Regions from separate parts of the Gossypium hirsutum genome. Here region 2 is linked to region 1. A link is a contact called in public Hi-C data. All regions are on one chromosome and are shown on one strand. Each heading gives the region's core, a stretch centred on a gene start, on an enhancer-like site or on the middle of the called end of the contact. The rest is flanking DNA. Distances are from core to core; before and after follow the strand shown. Region 1 holds the start of LOC107925462 (CASP-like protein 5C1). Region 2 holds the start of LOC107925442 (transcription factor TCP8).

Region 1 (3,412 bases), core at 224-2,723:
GCTTTATAGATTTCCTTATTAGTGGGAAAGATGATGTCATTTGCCGCCCCCATTAAGGAAAAATCAGGGTTAAGGTTGGCCTTCAACATCCCCTTCTCTTATGTTGTTGATGGCAAACATCCCTTGGTTGATTACATGAGTGGATCAGTTCATATCTTTTAAACCCTTGTACTATTCCAAGTACCAGCATTTACCCAAATTCCAATAACATAGCTTATAATTTTTTTTACATTGTACATTAACAGGCAGATAGATAGCATATTATTATTTTTTACATATGGCATACCACTAAGGCCCTCCCCCCCCCCTTTTTTTTTTCTTTAAGATACTCAATTCTTCTCAGTTCTCACTCATTAAAAATTTCTGAATAAGTGAGTGGATAAATGCAGGAATTTAAAGCAGGAAGCATCCAAAATTCATTTATTAGCGTTATCTCTTGCCGGCATCTGTCTTCTGATCTAGGTGCTATCACTTTCAATAGTCAACTCCTAATGGGTAAATCACACAAAAACCCCTTTAATTTTACCATTAATTACACTAAAAAATTTTCAATCATTGAGGAACCCTAATATCTTCAACCAATGCATTGAAGATGATGAATTGCGGCATCTAATAGTATATATCAAACGACCTTAAAAAGTAATTTGTTGATAATGTTCAGCTCTTGGTGGTAATAGTGTTAGATCCATTAGGAGTGGTTTGTAGGGTATTGATAAGCTATTGCAGTGGAGTGTGAACAAGAAAAAAGTTGAAGGATGTTGATGTAATATACCCAAATACTAACAAATAGCTTATAACTAGATAAACGAGGATGAAAGCATTACAGGGTACAGCTGATCATATCAACTGCATATGATTTGTTTCTGAGTAGCTCATCTGTCACTGTATCTTTTTATTTTCTCAAATTTTATTGATGTGAATAAGAGAAGGGTAATTTAGACCTTCAAAAAACTATGTAAATAACAATAAAGCATGGTATGTATTATATATATATATATATATTTATTGTTAGTTGAAATGCAACAATGGCACAGTAAAAGGGGAAGGGGAATGTGTAGCTATGATATCCAAAATTAATGTCTCTAATTCTCCATTGAATTCACAGGAGAGAAAGAGAGAACCGAACCGAAGAAACAAAATGAAGTCTTGACGCCTCATTTAGAGACTAGTACTGCATAAAATGAGCAACAGAAAGGAATATTATATAGATCTCACTCACACTGCCCGTTGTGCTTCTTTCAGTTCATGGCATGGCGTTTGCTTAGTCAACTATAAATAATAAGAGCAGATGGTAGCGGTCCATGCCCACATGCCAAAACAAAGCAGATGATGTGGGTGGTAAGTACCAAATCCAACCCAAACTCAATCAACCAAAATGTTAGTTTGGAACCCAACCCAAATACAAATATAAACAACCTTCAGTTCAGTTTAACACCAAACTCCCCAACGTCTCTGCCTGCCCTGCATTTAATGACGCTTCTTCCTTTTCCTTTTTCTTTTTTCTTATTTTCTTCCTCCCCCTGTTCTTCTTCTTCAATGTTATTAGGCTGGCAGGCTCAAGTCAAGCGTAAGAAAAGCTCAAAAACCGTGACGTGTCATATCTATCTCTAGTCAATTTTCTCATTAATTGTCACTCCCCACCTTTCATTAATGCCCCCCCGCCCCTTTTTCGACGCTCACTTGCTTTGCCACAACCCCCCCCTTCTCCTCCATTAACTCTTTCTTCCCCATTAATTCGACCCCTCCCCCCAACACCAATCTCCAACCGTCCCTTCTCTACCCTTCTCTCCTCTTCTCTATCCGGCCTTCCACGTGTCCTCTGGGTTTTTCTTGGAACAATTAACTTCTTTTTTTTTTATCTTCTGTTAAACCTCTCCGGTGATAGCAGCGCCTCTGGATCCCCGCATCTGAGCCGACTCGACGAGAAAGCCGCCACACTTGAAGCTGCTGATCTTAAAAACATCGGACTCGCCATCGACTTACTTCTTCTCGACGAGCCTCCGCCGCCGGCGGTAAATCTAACACTTGATTCCGACAATGGAAAAAACCCTCTCCGACGAAAAAATGGCGAAGCTTTGATCCCTCTGTAGTACCTAAACGAGAAAACCCTGGGTTTCATCATTAACGACCCAAACGGAGACGTCCTTCTGCTCCAAAATCCATTCCCTCCTCTCCTGTACCTCCAAGGCGACGCTGTGTTCGGCTCGGTTATCATCCTCTCTGCGGCTAAACTCCTCTCGAACCCAAATGAATATGACCTTTTTAGAACAAAATTAAACCTCTCCTCGCAATTGCTATTCCCGTTCCTTCTTCTGGGTGACGGTTCTTCGGTTATTTCCGTTATAGTGTTATTTGGAAAAGATTGCAGAGGAGTTTCGGTTAGGGACTCCAATGTGTTGTTCTCAAAAACGGGGTCGTCGAGGCTCGGACGGATTCTGGCTGCCATTAACGGAGTAAAAGGAGATTCTGCAGCGAAAATTCCAGCTCTACACAGTGGGCAATTAGCGTGTGATTTCAACCAAACGTCAATGCAATCCACGTGGAAGGCATGCGAGCAAACTGGGAGTGTTCGAACGTATTCATTGTCTTCGAACTCCAATAGACATACGGCACAGTCTTTGGGGCTGTTGTTGGGTCTATTTTTTGAAGTATAGAGGGAAAGCGGCAGGGTTTTGATGGCAGAGTCATCAAGACCGTAAGGGGAAAGAGGGAGATCGAAGGGATCAGAAGGTGGAAGAGAGTCAAGGTCGGTCGTGGTGGATGGAAGGAAGCGACGACGGCGGCGGCGGCGGCGGAAGAAGCTCAGTAGACGGAGAATTAGAGGGACGAGCCGTTTTGAGATGAGACGCGAATAGGTAACGACTAAAAATGCTGCAGCAACTACTACCACCATTGCGATCAACGGTGGGCTGAAGTCAACTGGAAGCTTTGAAGGCGGCGACAACGAAGATGATGATGACGACGACGATGGCGGTGATGATGATGACAAGGGAGAAGGGGAGGGGGTCAGATATGGAGATGGAGATGGGGCCCAGGAGGTGAACCCCATGATCGGCGATGGAGGTGTTTCGTAGAGGGTGGTGGTGGTGGGTGATTTGTTTCCACTTTCAGAGTTTGCGTTAAGTTCTGGGCAAGTGAAGTGTTAGAAAGGTTTAATTTTGAGGGTTGACTGTTTTGTCTGGTCTCACCCAACGATTTGTCGTGGGGGGATGGCGGGTAGACCCAACATTGGTGAATTTAAGGCTATGAGGATGTTTTATTGTCTGCGGATGAACACATATTGCAACTGGGTTGTCCATGTTTTATCTACTTGACACGTAATAATCTCTTCAAAAACAGGGTCACCAGGTACTTGCGTGGTTTGTGATTATTGGTTTCATTTGGCTTCTGTAGCATAAGTTTAAGTTATAAT
Region 2 (3,375 bases), core at 526-3,025, 220 kb after region 1:
CTTTGTTTGAAACAGACAGCAAAATCAAACAAATGGAGTATGATGCATGAACAGTATTTCCCACTGTCTTTACCTGCCAGCCACTACAATAACTTCAATGCAAAATATCCATCCTTGTTTACATTTGACATTTTCATATAATCCACAAATACTGTACCTACTTAACATATTTACTATTGAACCATAATCTATGAAAATGGTAAGTTTTACTAACATTTTATCAGAGTCAACATCCAAAAACATTTGAAGTTTTGTGAGTCCATTTTTTTTTTCTCAAAAAAGAGAATCATTTGAATTGAATTAGCAAGAGAAAAAAAGCAAAATGTATGGGTGTTTAATATTTTAAAATATTGGTGAAGATTATTTCAAAAAAATAAAAAAATAAAAAAAAAAGATGGATAGGGATGAAGATGTGGGATGGATTTGTATCATTGTATGGTTATTAGTGGAATTAATTATGAGTTAGATTAGATATAATTTTTTTGTACAGAAAAGTGGGTCCATGTGGGTATTTGCTGGCTGGTTAATGTTAGGAGATTATAATTTATAATAAGAGTTTTTATATGATTTGGGGTCAAGTAATAAAATTATAATCTGTTGGAATTAAATTAAATTATTAATTTTAAAAATAAATAAATAAAATTTAAATTAACAATTTTATGTAAACTCTCAAATCCTTACTACTCTTTTCGTCAATTTTCTTAACAATATATAAGTAAGTGTATTAAATATTAATCCTATATATTATACTAACAGTAAAATTTTATTCGAATGGCTTTTAATCAAGTCCGGTTCTGGGGTTGTTTGAGAGTATAGCCGCTTAAGATTTAGGGATGAAAGAGACCCAAAAATAAAAAAGAAATCAACTTTTAAAGTGAAAAAAAAAGAGTTCAAATTAAAATAAATTAATTAAATACTTAGGCTTTCAATTTTTCACCATAAATGTTTCATTAATTTTTCACTATAAATGTTTCATCTCTTAAGCCCCAACTTTTATTGTATTTCATTTTATAAATTTTTTTAAAAGAGTCTTAAAATATTATTTCATCTATCATCCTAAAATGTGAACAACGACCTGTTTATAACATAAAAAAATTGAACAGTTACAGCTCTAAGATGGTTTTTAGAAATTTGGCTAATGATATGAGTAGACAGACTGTAGTTTAGCAAAGACAAAACATGATGCTAATAAATTCTTCCAAGTAGGCATAGTGAAAGAAGACACCTTAAAAATAATGGAAGTAAAGGTTTTAATTTTAGGGAGTGAAAACCAGTTAGCACCATGATTCATGCACAACCACATTAGTGTCCAATAACATGCATCCATTTTTTTACTAACATATCAGAAATGAATGAGCAGTGACAGACATATATAAATGTATTTCATATTGCAGCCTTTTTCATGGATTTTATTCCCGCATGCTACAACAGCAAATATAAAAGCCAAATGTGCTGCAATGTTGTGGATGAATTGAAAAGACCTCCCTAAGGGTTATAAGCCATTACCATTTGCACATGTTGAAATATGTATATATGATTATCTCTATTTATTTCCCATTTAGTGTCTGTCTGTGTGTGTGATTATCCATTTAATAAGCCTTATATGTATTCCCATGTGTGTAAAATAAAAGCAGTAGTGGTTACTTATTTATGTTGGGAGGCACTTGGCATCTTTCTAGAATGTAAAAGGCAATTTGGTCATTTTAAACCAAAAAAAAAATAAGTGGCCACCTTATTAAAAGAAGGGGTGCCCATATTGACAGCAATCCAAATCCCAAAAGAAAAGATATTATTTATATAATTAAAAAAAAAAGGAATGTGGGGTTGGGTTGGGATGAGCTGTCCGACTGCATTAGATGCTTTATCTGATGTTTACCTGCGCTGACTGCATGCCCTGGCGTGGACCAACTGCATTCAATTACACGATTATATATATATTTACACATCACAATGAATTTAATTTAAGACTAGTTTTTTTTTTTTTTTTCTCTTTTCAACTTTTGTCCTTTCCATAACAACTAATCCCAGCTCCTGTAATTTGTAAACCTTAATTGGAAATCAGTAAAAATTTAACGTCAGGATTTCAAAAACCAAAGCCAGACAGGCGAAGGGCTATTCTTGTCCTCAACCTTTTTACTGCACATCATCAGCAGTAGGTGGTGAAAATTACAGATATTTTGTTTGTCGACGGTTAAGTACATATAAAGAGAAGAGAGAGATTAGGGTTAAAAGTTTTTACAAGTATATTCAGACAATGATCTGGGGACATCAATTTCTGTCTGAAACAACTGATTGAAACAGAAAAAGACAATGTTGTCCACTTTGTGGACTGTTTTGTTCAAACAACACAAGGGTAGAATGGGAGTTTAAGTGAAGAAGGGAGAAGATAGCTTGGGGGGGTGTGTGTGTGTGTAAGTATTTTTTGTTGGTAAAGAATAAAAAGGCAGATTTATAACACTCCTTTACGAGACCCCACGAGTGGACTTCTGTTATATGGCTACATATTTTGGCCCCTCCCCCCCCCCTTTCACTCCATGTTCCCACATAGAACTTAGGTCCCCCACCTGGGTTAGGTTAGCCAGTCACTAGCCTTAGCCCAGCCTGCCTAGCTACCTAGCTCTTAACTCGCCCAAACACAGCAGTCAATCAGAAAGCAATTGAACCCCACAAACTCATAGTCCTACATAGTTCCACACTCTGCAAAGAACTGAGAAGAGAAAAAAAAAGAGGTTGTTTAACTTTTTTTTTTCTCGAGAAAATATAAGAGATGAGTTGGAGAGAAGAAGAAGAAGAGAAAAAGATGGGGTTGATGATGGATCAAGTTTGAAAGCTTGGGGGGTTAGTATAAAAATAAAAATCACCCCTTTCAAAAACCTGGAAACCCCACCAAATGGAACTTACAGATTTGCAAAGCAATAATCAAACCAAAAACAACAACAGCAGCAGCAGCAGCAACAATAACAACAACAATTCTGCAGAACCCCACCATCAGTCTCTCCAGCAGCACCATCTGCAACACCAAAAACAGTCGGCTTCTCCCCAGCTTGTGGTCCCTTTTGATGGCACCAGATCTTCAGGTCCTTCTTCGGGTAACCCTTTTAATATGGGCTCCATTTCTCACCTCCATCCCCACCACCCTTTTCATCTTCTTCTTCATCCTGCTTCTTCCACAACTACCACCACCACAACGCCGCCTCTCCCGTCTTCATCTTCTTCCTCCTCCTCCTCTTCTTCAGCTTCTACGACTGCAACGAACCCACCTCAACTCGTTGACGCCTCTCTCGCTATTGCTACCAGATCTACTTCTCATAACATCGATTCCAAGAATCAAACGGACTTGCCACTTTCATCTACGACGACACCAGCATCGACGAC

The links. Hi-C and Micro-C count contacts between places; a contact is called where the count stands out from the background.
Region 2: a contact with region 1 is called in a Hi-C map of leaf, with 2.0 times the contacts expected there. The contact joins the promoter of LOC107925442 here to the promoter of LOC107925462 in region 1. A contact is called at or near these places in 6 of 34 Hi-C or Micro-C datasets (callus and leaf).

The regions. Positions count from the first base shown.
Region 1 is chrA01:110,627,288-110,630,699 of Gossypium_hirsutum_v2.1, forward strand. It overlaps LOC107925462 (CASP-like protein 5C1), which reads right to left and starts at 1,474. Exons shown (of 4, transcript XM_016856159.2): 1 at 1,220-1,474. It overlaps LOC107925461 (RING-H2 finger protein ATL65), which reads right to left. Exons shown (of 1, transcript XM_016856158.2): 1 at 1,042-3,412. The coding sequence starts at 3,049. The coding sequence ends at 1,856.
Region 2 is chrA01:110,843,391-110,846,765 of Gossypium_hirsutum_v2.1, forward strand. LOC107925442 (transcription factor TCP8) reads left to right here and starts at 1,776. Exons shown (of 2, transcript XM_041113300.1): 1 at 1,776-3,375. The coding sequence starts at 2,891.